Regions from separate parts of the Macaca mulatta genome. Here region 1 is linked to region 2. Evidence: chromatin contacts called from public Hi-C data. All regions are on one chromosome and are shown on one strand. Each heading gives the region's core, a stretch centred on a gene start, on an enhancer-like site or on the middle of the called end of the contact. The rest is flanking DNA. Distances are from core to core; before and after follow the strand shown. Region 1 holds the start of UBXN6 (UBX domain protein 6). Region 2 holds the start of YJU2 (YJU2 splicing factor homolog).

The links. Hi-C and Micro-C count contacts between places; a contact is called where the count stands out from the background.
Region 1: a Hi-C map of fetal cortex germinal zone shows a contact between it and region 2, with 1.9 times the contacts expected there. The contact joins the promoter of UBXN6 here to the promoter of YJU2 in region 2. A contact is called at or near these places in 2 of 14 Hi-C or Micro-C datasets (CD4 T cells and fetal cortex germinal zone).

Annotation. Positions count from the first base shown.
Region 1 is chr19:5,289,735-5,296,755 of T2T-MMU8v2.0, forward strand. It overlaps UBXN6 (UBX domain protein 6), which reads right to left and starts at 2,080. Exons shown (of 11, transcript NM_001258169.1): 1 at 1,945-2,080. The coding sequence starts at 2,027.
Region 2 is chr19:5,076,066-5,083,410 of T2T-MMU8v2.0, forward strand. It overlaps YJU2 (YJU2 splicing factor homolog), which reads left to right and starts at 2,731. Exons shown (of 8, transcript XM_077979558.1): 1 at 2,731-2,813; 2 at 4,723-4,823; 3 at 6,521-6,665. The coding sequence starts at 2,790.

The DNA of each region.
Region 1 (7,021 bases), core at 830-3,329, 210 kb after region 2:
TGGCCTGGCTCCCCTGGGCTCCCCGCGGTTCTTCCCATACCCCAGCTGCTCCCCGCCGCAAGGCCCTGCACTGTCTGCGCCTTCTGCCCACAGTGTTCTCCTGCGGGGAGGGAGGAGGACAGGGGATCTGGAAAGGGCTAGAGCTGCCACAGGGAGAGAAGGAGGGGGCTGATTTCCCCACGGCTGAGTCTCTCTGTGTCCTGGGAGAGGCCTTCCCAAACCACCTGATGGCGTCTGCTCACCCTCCTTCAAGGCCCTGGGCACCGCCTGAGCCCTCCTCTGAGGTCTGTTGGTTTATTTGTCCATCAGCTCCCTCTAGAAGTTGAGCCCTGGGACAGCAGAGGCCTTCTCCTGTCCACCACTGCAGCCTAAAACAGGACTTGGTGCCCACACGCCCCACACACCCTGGATATCCAGTCTCGCTCCAGAGGGGACCTCCGCACCACTTCCCTTCCCGAGTCTCCCCTCTGACCTTCCCCTCTCCGCCAGGCTCTGGGCTGACCCAGCCATCACCCTGATGCCCTGCATCCTTCCTGTCACGCCCAGTCCTAACCCCACCCACTACTGGTTGAATCAATGAAGGGCTCCCCCCATTTGTCCACTTCTCTCCCTGACCCCCCTCCCTCTCTCACTCAGCCTTTGCTCTCCTGCTCTCCCCTAGGAACCCTGAATTCCTCGCTATGCCCCTACCTCCATCACCACCCCACCAACCCGTGATTCCCTGACCCCCACTTCCTGCCACCTCCCTGCCTCTCCTCCTACCCCCTCCCAGCCCCCACCCCTTCACAATCCCTTCCATTATTGCTTACAGACCCCTACCCTGGCTGCCTGGCTGACCTCCTTCCTCAGTCACTCTCCAACAGTCCCCACCACCCCCTGGCCAGCCAGCTCCCTGCAGCAGCCCCAGCTCTTCCAGCTTCCCTTTTCTCAGCCCAGCAGCCCTCAGCCTCGCACCCTCTCCAGCGCCACTTCTTTCCCGGCCCTCCACCTGCCCTCCCAGCTGGCTCAGCCCTGCTCAGGCCCTTCTCTCCAAGTCCTCCCTAGACGATCCCGAAGCCTGCCCGGCACTTATCTCCTTTCCCCTCCCCTCTCACCTCCATAATCCACTTGGCACAGTGACCTGGCAGAGAAGCCTCGTAGAGAAGGCCTTTCTCCCAACCTGCTCAGAGGCGTCAATCTCGCCGGTCTTCTCCTCTCAGGCCCCTCCCGTGTCACAGTCCATCTGTCAGAGTCCCTCACCTCCAGTCTCCTCACACACCTTCCTCAGCCCCTCCCAGGTGACTGAAGACGCTACCCACCCCGGCCTCCTTGGCCTTCCAGACTCTTCCTGGTCTCCCATCAGCCTCCCACGTGCTCCAGATCCCAAGTCCAGAACCCCTCTTCCCATGGATGCCTCAGAACAACTCTCCACCACCCCACCCCACAGTTGTGCGTCTTCCTCCAAGCTCAGCTCTCATCCATGGTCACCTAGATTCCCCCAAATCATCCCGGCCACTTAAGGACCAGCCGGGTCCCCAGACCTCTCCCTTATCACCCGTCTCAGAACTGATCATCCCTTTTTTCCCCCAGGGTCGCTCCACTGACCCCCAACTTCCTGCAGCCCCGCCGCCCTAATCCCCCGCCACTGCCTCGGACCCTCCTGCGGCCCCGCCCCCGAGACTTCCCCGCCCACCCGGCCCCCTTGCCCCGCCCCCTGCGCATGTTCCCCTCCCCCCGCCTCCCTTGCCCCGCCCCCGGCTCACACCCGCCCCCTCCTGCCCTGACCCCAGATCTCTCTCCCCTCCCCCTGACGCCCATCCTCGGCCCCGCTTGCCCCGCCCCCGGAGCCTCTCCCCCTCCCCTGACTCTCGGCTGCCGCTCCCCAGCCCCTCGCCCTCTCCGATCTCCCGAGCCGCCCGAGGCCCCAGACCCCTCTCCCCGGCCGCCCCTGCGTTCCTCACGCACCCTACGGACTCTGTGAGCTTCTGACCGGGTCCCGCGCTCTTGAACTTGATGTCGGCCTTGAACTCCTGAAAGAATTTCTTCATGGTGGCGGCTGGCCCGGCGGCGAGGGGCCGCGGGGGCGGGGGGCACAGGGCCCAGTCGGGGAGGGGCCGCCCGGGACCAGCCACCGGAAAAAAAATACCGCGCCGCCGGAAGTCCCGCCTTCCCGAGGCCGACCACGTGACAATAGGCTAGAAGTGCCTCTCTAGCGCTCGGTGCCTCGCTGGCCCAGGGCGGCCGCTCTGTACGCTGGAGCCGCATCTCTGTGGTTCTTCCGGACTCCGTTGCCAGGGCGACGAGTGCGCCTCTCGATTAGAGTCAGTGCCTTGCCTGGCAGCTTCCGTGGCGCTCCCCAAACGGTGACAGACGGTGACAGGACGACTGAACCTCGCAGAGAAAGCACTGGGCCCTGTCCCTTTCGCTGCTCAACCTAAGCTGGGCACGGTGGCTCACGCCTGCAATCACAGCACTTTCGGAGGCTCAAGCGGGAGGATTGCTTGATTCCAGAAGTTGGAGACCAGTCTGGGCAACATGGCAAAACCTCGTCTCTATTTAAAAAAAAAAAAAAAAGTAAAATAAAATAATAGCCGAGGGTGGTGGCGCGCACCTCTCAGCTACTTGGCAGGCGGAGGCGGGAGGACCACTTGAACCCAGGAGGTCGAGACTGCAGTGAGCTGTGATCAAGCCACCGCATTCCACCGCATTCCAGCCTGGGCAACAGAGAGAGACCCTGTCTCAAGCAAAACAAACAAAAATCCAACCTTCCCTGTCTCCCCAGAGCTTACGTGATAAAGTCCCAATTTAATGTGGGGTATTGGAGGCCCCCACCTTCTGGCCCTGTTTTGGTCCCTGAAGCCCCCCGCCCCACCCCACCAACACCACCACCACCACCACCACCACTTACCCTAGGTAGAAGCTGTTTAAGAGGATGCATCCAATTGGGACCTGGGGATCCACTTTGGTGAACAAGACAGAGAAACCAGTTAATAGTGGCGTACTTTGGGCTGTGCGATTCGCAAAGAAGATACACAAACTGACAGTTAAAACAAGCCTCCAAAAAAGGGAGTTGGGGGTCAGACGTGGTGGCTCATGCCTATAATGCCAGCACTTTGGGAGGCCGAGGCCGGCGGATCATTTGAGGTCAGGAGTTTGAGACCAGCCTGGCCAACATTGTGAAACCCTGTCTCTACCGGCGCCGGTAATCCCAGCTACTTGGGAGGCTGAGGCAGGAGAATCGCTTGAGCCCGGGAGGTGGTGGTTGCAGTGAGCGGAGATCTCACCACTGCACTTCAGCCTGGGCAACAGAGGGAGACTGTGCCTCAAAAAAACAAAAACAAAAACAAAACAAAACAAAACAAAAAAGGAGTTGGAATGAGATACACAAAGACTGAGGGAGGAGAGGCCTCCAGGTAAGGAAACAGCCCACTCTAAGACTGAAATTGAAATAACATGGGTTGGACAAGTGACTCAGGCCTGCAGTCCCAACATTTCGGGAGGCCAAGGTAGGAGGATTGCTTTAGCCCAGGAGTTTGAGGCTGCAGTGAGCTATGATCACACCACTACACTCCAGCCTGGGCAAAGAGCCAGACCCTGTCTTATTAAAAGAGGAAAAAAAATTGGGCTGGGCACAGTGGCTCACACCTATAATCCCAGCACTTTGGGAGGCCAAGGCGGGTGGATTACTTGAGGTCAGAAGTTCAAGACCGACCCAGCCAACATAACAAAACCCCATCTCTACTAAAAATCCAAAAAGTAGCCAGATGTGGTGGTGTGCGCCAGTAATCCCAGCTACTTGAGAGGCTGAGGTAGGAGAATCGCTTGAACTCAGGAGGTGGAGGTTGCAGTGAGTTGAGATTGCGCCATTGCACTCCAAAAAAAAAAAAAAAAAAAAGAACATACTGCTGAGTTGGTTGTACTACTCTTTTCTTTGTTGTTGCTTTTTTTTTTTTTTTGAGACAGTCTTTTTTTTTTTTTTGAGACGGAGTCTCGCTCTGTGCAGTGGCCGGATCTCAGCTCACTGCAAGCTCCGCCTCCCGGGTTCACGCCATTCTCCTGCCTCAGCCTCCCGAGTAGCTGGGACTATAGGCGCCCGCCACCTCGCCCGGCTAGTTTTTTTTGTATTTTTCAGTAGAGACGGGGTTTCACCGTGTTAGCCAGGATGGTCTCGATCTCCTGACCTCGTGATCCGCCCGTCTCGGCCTCCCAAAGTGCTGGGATTACAAGCTTGAGCCACTGCGCCCGGCCTTGAGACAGAGTCTTACTCTGTCACCCAGGGTGGAGTGCAGTGGTGTGATGTAGGCTCACTGCAACCTCCGCCTCCCAGGTTCAAGCGAGTTTCGTGCCTCAGCCTCCTGAGTACCTGGGATTACAGGTATGCTCCACCATGCCCAGCTGATTTTTGTATTTTTAGTAGAGACGGGTTTTCACCATCTTGGCGAGGCTGCTCTCAAATTCCTGACCTCAAGTGACCCACCTGCCTCAGCCTCCCAAAGTGCTGGGATTACAGGCATGAGCCACTGTGCCCAGACTCTTTTCATCATTTCTTAATATTTTATATGGAAAACGACAGGCTGGAATCAGTGACTCATGCCTATAATCCCAGCACTTTGGGAGGCTGAGGCAGGCAGATTGCTTAAGCTCATGAGTTGTTGTTGTTGTTGTTGTTGTTTTTGAGACGGAATCTTGCTCTGTTTCCCAGGCTAGAGTTCAGTGGTGCCTGCGATCTTGGCTCACCACAACCTCCACCTCCCAGTTTCAAGCAATTCTCCTGCCTCAGCCCCCCAGGTAGGTGGGATTACAGGTGTTCACCACCACACCCAGCTAATTTTTGTATTTTTAGTAGAGGTAGGATTTCACCATGTTGGCCAGGCTGGTCTCCAACTCCTGACCTCAAGTGATCTGCCTGCCTTGGCCTCCCAAAGTGCTGGGATTACAGGTGTGATTGACCATGCCTGGCCAAACTCATGAGTTTGAGGCCATAATCGGCAACACGGTGAGACCTCTTCTCTACAAAAAATACAAAATATTACGCCGGTGTGGTGGTGCACACCTGCAGCCCCAGCTACTAGGGAGTGGGCGGTGGGAGGATCACTTGAGCCTAGGAGGTTAATGTTGCAGGGAGCTGTGATCCTGCCACTGCACTACAGCCTGGGTGACAGAGTGAGATCTTATCTTAACAAATAAAAAATAAAAAAGGAAGAAAAAAGATGAAAAAGAAAGGCAAAGTCTATTTCTTCTCTCTTTGATTGTCAGCTAGACTTTGTGACTCATTTTTAACAATAGAATAAGGCAGAAGCAACAATGTGGGACTTCTGAAACTAGGACATAAAATTCACTGATGCTTCCTCTTTGCTCTTTCTCTGGGCTCACTCACCTGGGGAAAGCCATCCGCCATGATGGGAGGAAGCTCAAGCAGCTCCACGGAGAGGCCCACGTGGTGAGGAACTGAGGCCTCCCGCCAACAGCCACATACAGCAGCCACCTCGGAAGGGGCTGGGTGACAGAGCAAGATCATGTCTTAAAAAAAAAAAAAAAAAAAAAAAAAGGGTGGACACAGTGGCTCACACCTGTAATCCCAGGACTTTGGGAGGCCAAGGCAGGCAGATCATGAGGTCAAGAGATCGAGACCATCCTGGCCAATATGGTGAAACCCTGTCTCAACTAAAAATACAAAAACTAGCTGTGCATGGTGGCACGTGCCTGTAGTCCCAGCTCCTCAGGAGGCTGAGGCAGGAGAATTGCTTGAATCAGGGAAGTGGAGGTTGCAGTGAGCCAAGATTGCATCACTGCACTCCAGCCTGGGCGACAGAGTAAGACTCCGTCTCAGAAAAGAAAAGAAAAGAAAAGAAAATTACAGCTCATTGTTGTGAATAAGGAATTGTATACCCTATAACTGAAATAAAGGTACAACACTGGGCCAAAGTCACACAGCTAGAAAGTGGCAGAGACCTGGCCAGGTGCGGTGGCTCACACCTGTAATCCCAGCACTTTGGGAGGCCGAGACGGGCGGATCACAAGATCAGGAGATTGAGACCATCCTGGCTAACACAGTGAAACCCCGTCTCTACTAAAAATACAAAAAAAATTAGCCGGGCGCAGTGGTGGGTGTCTATAGTGCCAGCTACTCGGGAGGCTGACGCAGGAGAATGGTGTGAACCTGGGAAGCAGAGCTTGCAGTGAGTGAGATCTTGCCACTGCACTCCAGCCTGGGCAACAGAGCGAGACTCTATCTCAAAAAAAAAACCAAAAGAAAAAAAAGAAAGTGGCAGAGACCCACCCCACTTCTCCAAGAATAAAATCCTATGGGGCCCCTCAGCCTGGTCTAAGGAGGTCCTAACATTAACAGGCCCTAATAAATTTCTTTTTCAGGTTCTAAGTATTCTGGGGGTTTCAGAAACCTCTTTTCTTGTTATTGCCCACGTTTCCACCTCTGCCTCAGTTACCTGGAATTATTTCCAGCTCACCTCTGCGCCTTTGCCTAGGCATTCTCCTTTACTAGAAGGGACTTCTCTTCATCTGTCTTACCTCAATCATCTTCCACCATGACACTCTCCTTGACTATCTTCCTCATGTCGGATGAAGTTATGAAATGGAATAATTCAACATTTCTGCCAGGAACTGTCGGTGGCTCACGCCAGTAATCCCAGCACTTTGGGAGGATATTTCTTTTCCTTTTTTCTTATTTTATTGTATTTTATTTATTTATTTATTTATTTATTTATTTATTTATTTAGACAGGGTCTCACTCTCCTCCCCAGGCTGGAGTGCAGTGGCAAAATCATGGCTCACTGTAGCCTAGAACCCCTTCTGGGCTCAAGCAATCCTCCCCACTCAGCCTCCCAAGAAGCTGGGACTGCAGGCATGTGCCACCACACCCAGCTAATTTTTTTTGTTTTGTTTTGTTTTTTGAGACGGAATTTCGCTCTTATTGCCTGGGCTGGAGTGCAGTGGTGCAATCTCAGCTCACCACAACCTCCATCTCCCGGATTCTCCTGCCTTAGTCTCCCGAGTAGCTGGGATTACAGGCACCTGCCACCAC
Region 2 (7,345 bases), core at 1,481-3,980:
CAGCCCTTTGGGAGGCAGAGGTGGGCAGATCACCTGAGGTCAGGAGTCCGAGACCTGCCTGGCCAAAATGGCGAAACCTCATCTCTACTAAAAATACAAAAACTAGCCAGATGTGGTGGTGAGTGCCTGTAATCCCAGCTACTTGGGAGGCTGAGGCAGGAGAATCACTTGAACCTGGGAGGCGAAGATTGCCGTGAGCAGAGATCACGCCACTCCACTACAGCCTGGGTGACAGAAGCAGACTCTGTCTCAAAAAAAAAAAAAAAGAAAAGAAAAAAATGGAGTTGATTTTAAAATGGTGTCACCCGGCTCTCCTATGCTCCTGTTTCCCTAACATTCTGATCATTCCTCATGCCCTGAAATGACCCTTTTTAATCTATTGTCTGTCTGTCCCATCAGACAGTGATCCCTGTGAGGGCAGGAATCTTGTGTCTTTTCTTTTTTAAAGTAGAGACGGGGTCTTGCTATGTTACCCAGGCTGGTCTTGACCTCCGGGGCTCAATCACTCCTCCCACTTCAGCTTCCCAAAGTGCTGGGATTCCAGAGGTGAGCCACCTTGCCTGGCTGGAGTCTTAGGTCTTGTTGTCTCATGGGTCCGCATTTAGTGAGCAAGTCATCTTGTTAGAGGCATTCGAAGCAGTGACTCCATTTTGAGTAGGGGCTGGGTAAAATAAGGCTGAGACCTACTGGGCTGCATTCCCAGACGATTAAGGCATATTGAGTCACAGGATAAAACAGAAGTTTGGCACAAGATACAGGTCATAAAGACCCTGCTGCCGGGCGCGGTGGCTCAAGCCTGTAATGCCAGCACTTTGGGAGGCTGAGACGCACGGATCACGAGGTCAGGAGATGCAGACCATCCTGGCTAACCCAGTTAAACCCCCTCTCTACTAAAAAATACAAAAAAAAAAAACTAGCCGGGTGAAGTGGTGGGTGCCTGTAGTCCCAGCTGCTCGGGAGGCTGAGGCAGGAGAATGGCATGAACCTGGGAGGCGGAGCTTGCAGTGAGCTGAGATCCAGCCACTGCACTCCAGCATGGGTGACAGAGCCAGACTCCGACTCAAAAAAAAAAAAAAAAAAAAAAGACCTTGCTGATGAAACAGATTGCAGTGAAGAAGCCGGCTGAGACCAAGATGGCAACAAGAATTACCTGTGGTTGTCCTCACTGCTACACTCCCACCAGCGCCATGACGGTTTACAAATACTATGGCAGGCTGGGCGTGGTGGCTCACACCTGTAATCCCAGCACTTTGGGAGGCTGAGGTGGGTGGAACACTTGAGATCAGGAGTTCAAGACCAGCCTGGCCAACATGGGGAAACCCTGTCTCTACTAAAAACACAAAAATTAGCCAGGCATGGTGGAACACGCCTGCAATCACAGCTACTTGGGAGGCTGAGGCATTAGAATCACTTGAATACTGGAGGCGGAGGTTGCAGTGAGCCAAGATCGCACCACTGCCCGCTAGCCTGGGCAACAGAGCAAGACTCTTTCTCAAAAGATAAATAAATAAATAAACGATTGCCACAGCAACGTCAAGAAGTTACCCTATATGGTCTAAAAAAGGGAGGTATGAATCATCCACCCCTTGTTTTAGCATATCATCAAGAAATCACCATAAACATGGGCAACCAGCAGCCGTCGGGGATGCTCTGTCCATGGAGTAGCCATTCTTTTATTCATCTACGTTCTAAATAAACTTGCTTTTGCTTTGCACTGTGGACTCGCCCGGAATTCTTTCTTGCACGAGATCCAAGATCCCTCTCTTGGGGTCTGGATCCGGACCCCTTTCCTGGAACAATCTGACATAGAGGAAACGTCCATGAAAGGTGGGGAGGAGGCTGGAGAAGGAATGGGATGGGAAGTCCTCTTTATTTTTATTTATTTATTTATTTATTTTTTTTTTTGAGACGGGGTCTCGCTGTGTCACCCAGGCTGGAGTGCAGTGGCGCGATCTCGGCTCACTGCAAGCTCCGCCTCCCGGGTTCACGCCATTCTCCTGCCTCAGCCTCCGAGTAGCTGGGACTACAGGCGCCCGCCACCACGCCTGGCTAGTTTTTTGTATTTTTAGTAGAGACGGGGTTTCACCATGTTAGCCAGGTTGGTCTCGATCTCCTGACTTCGTGATCCACCCGCCTCGGCCTCCCAAAGTACTGGGATTACAGGCTTGAGCCACCGCGCCCGGCCGGGAAGTCCTCTTTAAAGGGAAGGCACAGGTGGGCAATGGAGGGACATTTGGGAGACACTGCGTATGTTTAGGAAGTGGGTTTGGAGCCTGATCTTTAAGTCAATGTCTGTGACTCAAGAGGTGTCCAGGGTCCTCTTAAGTCATCCTATATGTGGCCCCAACCCCATGTGAAAGCTGCGGGCACAGGAACGATGTGTGGATTCCCAGAGCCCAGAATACAAGGCAGGCGCATAATACATATTTGCTGATTAAAAGAATGAAGAACAAGGGCTGTCGCGACCCGCAGCCAGGTCACGTTACAAAATTTTAATGAGCCGCTGCCCGCTTCTAGGGGGCGCAGCGCACTCTACAAAACTCTCCAATTCCGTATGGATCCCGGAACCCTTATTTCGCGCTACTCAGGTTGCAACTCCGGAGGGAAGACGCCGGGACTTCCAGCTTGATAGACGGGGATTGGAACCAATGAAAGAAGTCGGCTATGTATGCTGCAGCCAATAACAGGATGAAGGAAGTGACGTTTACGGAAGTGAGGCTTCCGTCCGACAAGCTTGGCACTTAGGCTTAGCATTTCTCAGGTGCTTGCGAGGTGATTAGGAGGCGAAGATGTCGGAGCGAAAAGTATTAAACGTAAGTGTTGGGCGACTGGGGCTTTCCAGTCGGAGCGGGACATCCCGGAACTCCGGGAGAGGGAGGAGCTTCCTGGGATCTCTTCTTTGGAACCCTTCTTTCCCAACGGCCCTCCATGGGATGGGGCTTCCCAGACTCTTCCCCAGACTCCTCCCCATCGCCTTCCGTGGGGGGTGGGCCTTCGCTAAGTCTTCCCTTCCGGGCAGGGGTGTAGCCATCACCTGTGGGGCGTGGCTTGGGCTTTTACCCAATCACTTCACCAGATAGGGTTTTTCGGAGGGAATGATCCAATCATGTTATCTGGGGGCGGGGCTTCCTTAAAATACTGGCGGTCTTGTGCCATCCTTTTGAGGGGCGTGGCCGTATGAAGCCCTGCCCCTCTTGGGGCCTGTAGCCAATCGTGTTCTTTGGAGAGGGGTGTGTGTGTTTGTTTTTGTTGGGGTCTGGTCATGCAGATACTCTCTGCCTGACAGTGGCCAAGATTCCAGACTTCCAGAAGAAAAGCAGAGGTTCAGTATAAACCATAGTGTTGGCACAGTTCTGTTTTTTTGTTTTTTGAGACTGAGTTTTGCTCTTGCTGCCCGGGCTGGAGTGCAGTGGCACGTTCTTGGCTCATTGCAGCTTCTGCCTCCTGGGTTCAAGCGATTCTCCTGCTTCAGCCTTCTGAGTAGCTGGGATTACAGGTGCCCGCCACCACACCCGGCTAATTTTTGTTTTGTATTTTAGTAGAGATGAGGTTTCACCATGTTGCCCAGGGTGGTTTCGAACTCCTGAGCTCAGGCAATTCGCCCACCTCAGCCTCCCAAAGTGCTGGGATTACAGGCGTGAGCCACCGTGCCCGGCCGCACGCAGGTCTTTCTAGGAGAGCGGTCCCAGGCTTGCTGTAGGAACTCCTGGGAAACAGGAGCCGCGGAATACAAAGGCAGTGTGAGTATGGATTATGACAGATAACTCTACTGCACCACTGGAAAATAAAGCACTTTGTGTTTGAAGCACCTGCTGGGTACCAGACACTGCAAAGAGCAGTTTATCCCCCTTGCCTCAAGGAACCTGTGTAAAGACTCTTGGAGACAGAAGACAATGTGCCCGTTTCACAGAGGAGTAAACTGAGCCCCGCAGGTTTCAGCTACTTAGGATTCAGATCCAGGGACATGACTGTGTAGGAAACGATGTAGTATAGTAATTGGGAGGCTGAGCTAACAGTGTCCTGGTTTAACCTCTACAGAGTTGCTGGGGAATTGGGACACCTTGGGGAACTCAGTCTCCTGCCGGAACAACAGAAGCACTAAGCAAAGCTTAACCTCTACAAAGGGCAGGGTATGGGGCCTCACACATGTAATACCAGCACTTTGGGAGGCCAAGGAAGGTGGATCACCTGAGGTCAGGAGTTCAAGACCAGACTGGCCAACATGGTGAAACACCATCTCTACTAAAAATACAAAAATTAGCTGGGTGTGGTGGTGGGTGGCTGTAATCCCAGCTACTGGGGAGGCTGAGGCTGAGGCAGGAGAATCGCTTGAACCCGGGAGGCGGAGTTTTGCAGTGAGCTGAGATCACGGCACTACACTCCAGCCTGGGCAACAAGAGCAAAACTCCGTCTCAAAGCAAAAACAAACAAAAAAACTGGCTTTTTAGAGCTTCCCGTGTAGATAACATTTCATGTGTATTGTCGTGACTGGTATTTAGGAGAATCAAATGCATCCTGTATGTCTCCACTGAGAGAGAGTCAGGAAGCTTGTGCCTGGCCTCCCTCCGACTGTACTGAGTCCTGCCAGTCCTCTCTGCCTATCGCAGAACCTAGGGTGGGCTTGGGGACCCCCGACACAGCTCCCCAGAGCCCCTTCCCTCTGCCATGTCCTGCCCCTGCTTCTGAAAATAACTCCTCCAATGTTTCCTTCCTCCCCCGCAGAAATACTACCCGCCGGACTTTGACCCGTCAAAGATCCCCAAACTCAAGCTCCCCAAAGACCGGCAGTACGTGGTGCGGCTGATGGCCCCCTTCAACATGAGGTGAGCACCCCCCGCGAGACCCTACACACCAGCCGTGGCTGAAGGACGCAGTGCCTGACATCGACAGAGGTGACTCGTCCTGTGTTCAGACCAGATCACTGGTCCTGGCTCAGACATTGACCACTCTGGCCCTCCTCCGCCTCACCATTTGGAATTAAGCTCTGGACCTTTTAGAACCCCCGCCTCCGCCAGTGCCTGCCTTGAGATCTTGGTGGTTAGTAAACATATGAGCAGAGAGGATAGGACCCCACAGAGTTGCAGCCCCATAGATATATTTCAGCTTCTCCAACAGCCAAGTTCATCCTATCCCAGGGTCTTTGCACACACTGCTGCCCCTGCTTGGAACTCTCTCCCTCTACTTTCTTTCTTTTGTTGTTGTTGTTGTTGAGACAGAGTCTTGCTATGTCGCCCAGGCTGGAGTGCAGTGGTGTGATCTCGGCTCACTGCAACCTCCACCTCCCGGCTTCAAGCGATTCTCCTGCCTCAGCCTCCTGAGTAACGGGGATTACAGGTGTGCGCCACCATGCTCGGCTAATTTTTGTATTTTCAGTAGTGTTGGGGTTTCACCACGTTGGCCAGGCTGGTCTCAAACTCCTGACCTCAGGTGATCTGCCCTCCTGGGCCTCCCAAAGTGCTGTGATTGCAGGCATGAGCTACCACGCCTGGCTTTCTCCTTCTACTTACACGTGGTGGGCTCCTCTTGTCTGCCATAGGTCATGGCTCCAATCTCACCCCCTCCGGGAGGCCTCCATTGTCCCCACTCACGGTACCCACATCTTGCCCTTTGTAGCACTTTAGAATTATTGTATTTCACCAACTCTAAACCCCACACCTCTTCATGCTGTAGCATATCTGAAATCACACACCTGACGAGGAAAGAGCCATCTGGGTCAGTGAAATCTGGTTCATGCCCATGTGTTGATGGCCTGTCTGCGCCTCCCCCTCCTTCATTCATTTATTCATTCAGCACTCATTTATTGGGCACCTGCTGTGTGCCAGGGTCTGTGCTGGGCGCTAGAAACAAAGTCCCTGGCCTCACGGAGCCCGCAGTCTACTGGGAAGTGGAGATCATTGGTAGTCAGGCAGGTGCACGGGCCCCGGAAGTCAGGCAGGAGAGGGAGCCCCTGGGGCAGTGGCGGAGGAGGGAGGGCTGTAGGTAGCGGGGGTGGTCAGGGCGACATCAGGCAAATTGCTGATGGCACTGAGGTCTGAGGATGAAGGGCGTCACCGGCCATGGGACCGTAGGAGCAAAGGCCTTGAGCTGGGACTGAGCGGGGGGTGTTTGCAGGCTCAGACAGGAGGCAGGCGTGCTGGGCTGGGGAGCAGAGCCCCGAGTAGGAGCGGAAGAGGGAGGTGGGGCGGCATTTTTCTGTGCAGCGTCTTTCCTCCTGGGGGGTGGGATGCCCCGTAAGCACCAAGATTGCTTCTAGCAGTGCATGACAGGCAGGCGTCACCTACTCCGGGGGCTTCCCAAGCAGGCGACCCTTGGACTGAGCCCCAGAAAGATATGAATGAGAACACAAAGCTCTCAGGTAGAACAAATTTGGACACAGGGTGGGGCAGCCTGCCTCGTGAAGGAGGAAGCTCTCCGTCGCTGGAGGCAAGCAAGCAGTGATCTTGCAGGATGCCGCAGGGACAGCCCACCAGTGGGAGCCAGAGTTCCAAGACAGCTCGCTCCCCTACATCCCGCCCCACAGGTGTAAGACGTGCGGAGAATACATCTACAAGGGGAAGAAATTCAACGCTCGGAAGGAGACGGTGCAGAACGAGGTCTACCTGGGCCTGCCCATCTTCCGCTTCTACATCAAGTGCACGCGCTGCCTGGCAGAGATCACCTTCAAGGTAGACGAAACGGCCAGCCAAGCCGGTCCCTCTCCCCCAGCACACCTCAGATCAGGGCAGGCCCCGGGGTTCCTTACTCCGATCCTCTCCATGCAGGGAATCTCATTTCAGTTTATCCCCAATTAACAGACAACAGTTTGGGGGAGATGTTCATGGCAGCATTCTATATAAAGGCAAAAAGACAGAAGCGACCTAGATAGATAATAATAAGGCATGAGAAGAACAAATTAGCTTGCAGGCTGGGCACGGCTCACACCTGTAATCCCAGCACTTTGGGAGGCCAAGGCAGGTGGATTGCCTGAGGTCAGAAGTTCAAGACCACCCTAGCCAACATGGCAAAATGCCGTCTCTACTAAAAATACAAAAATTACTGCGCATGGTGGCGGACTATAATCCCAGTTACTCAAGAGGCTGAGGCAGGAGAATCGCTTGAACCTGGGAGGCAGAGGTTACAGTGAGCGAAGATTGCACCGCTGCACTCCAGCCTGGGCGACAGAGTGAGACTCCATCTGAAAAAAAAAAGCCGGGCACAGTGGCTCATGCCTATAATCCCAGCAGGTTGGGAGGCCAAGGCAGGAAAGAGAGCCCCTGAGGTCAGGAGTTCAAGACCAGCCTGGCCAACATTGTGAAACCCTGTCTCTACTAAAAATACAAAAACAAGCCGGGCGTGGTGGCTCTTG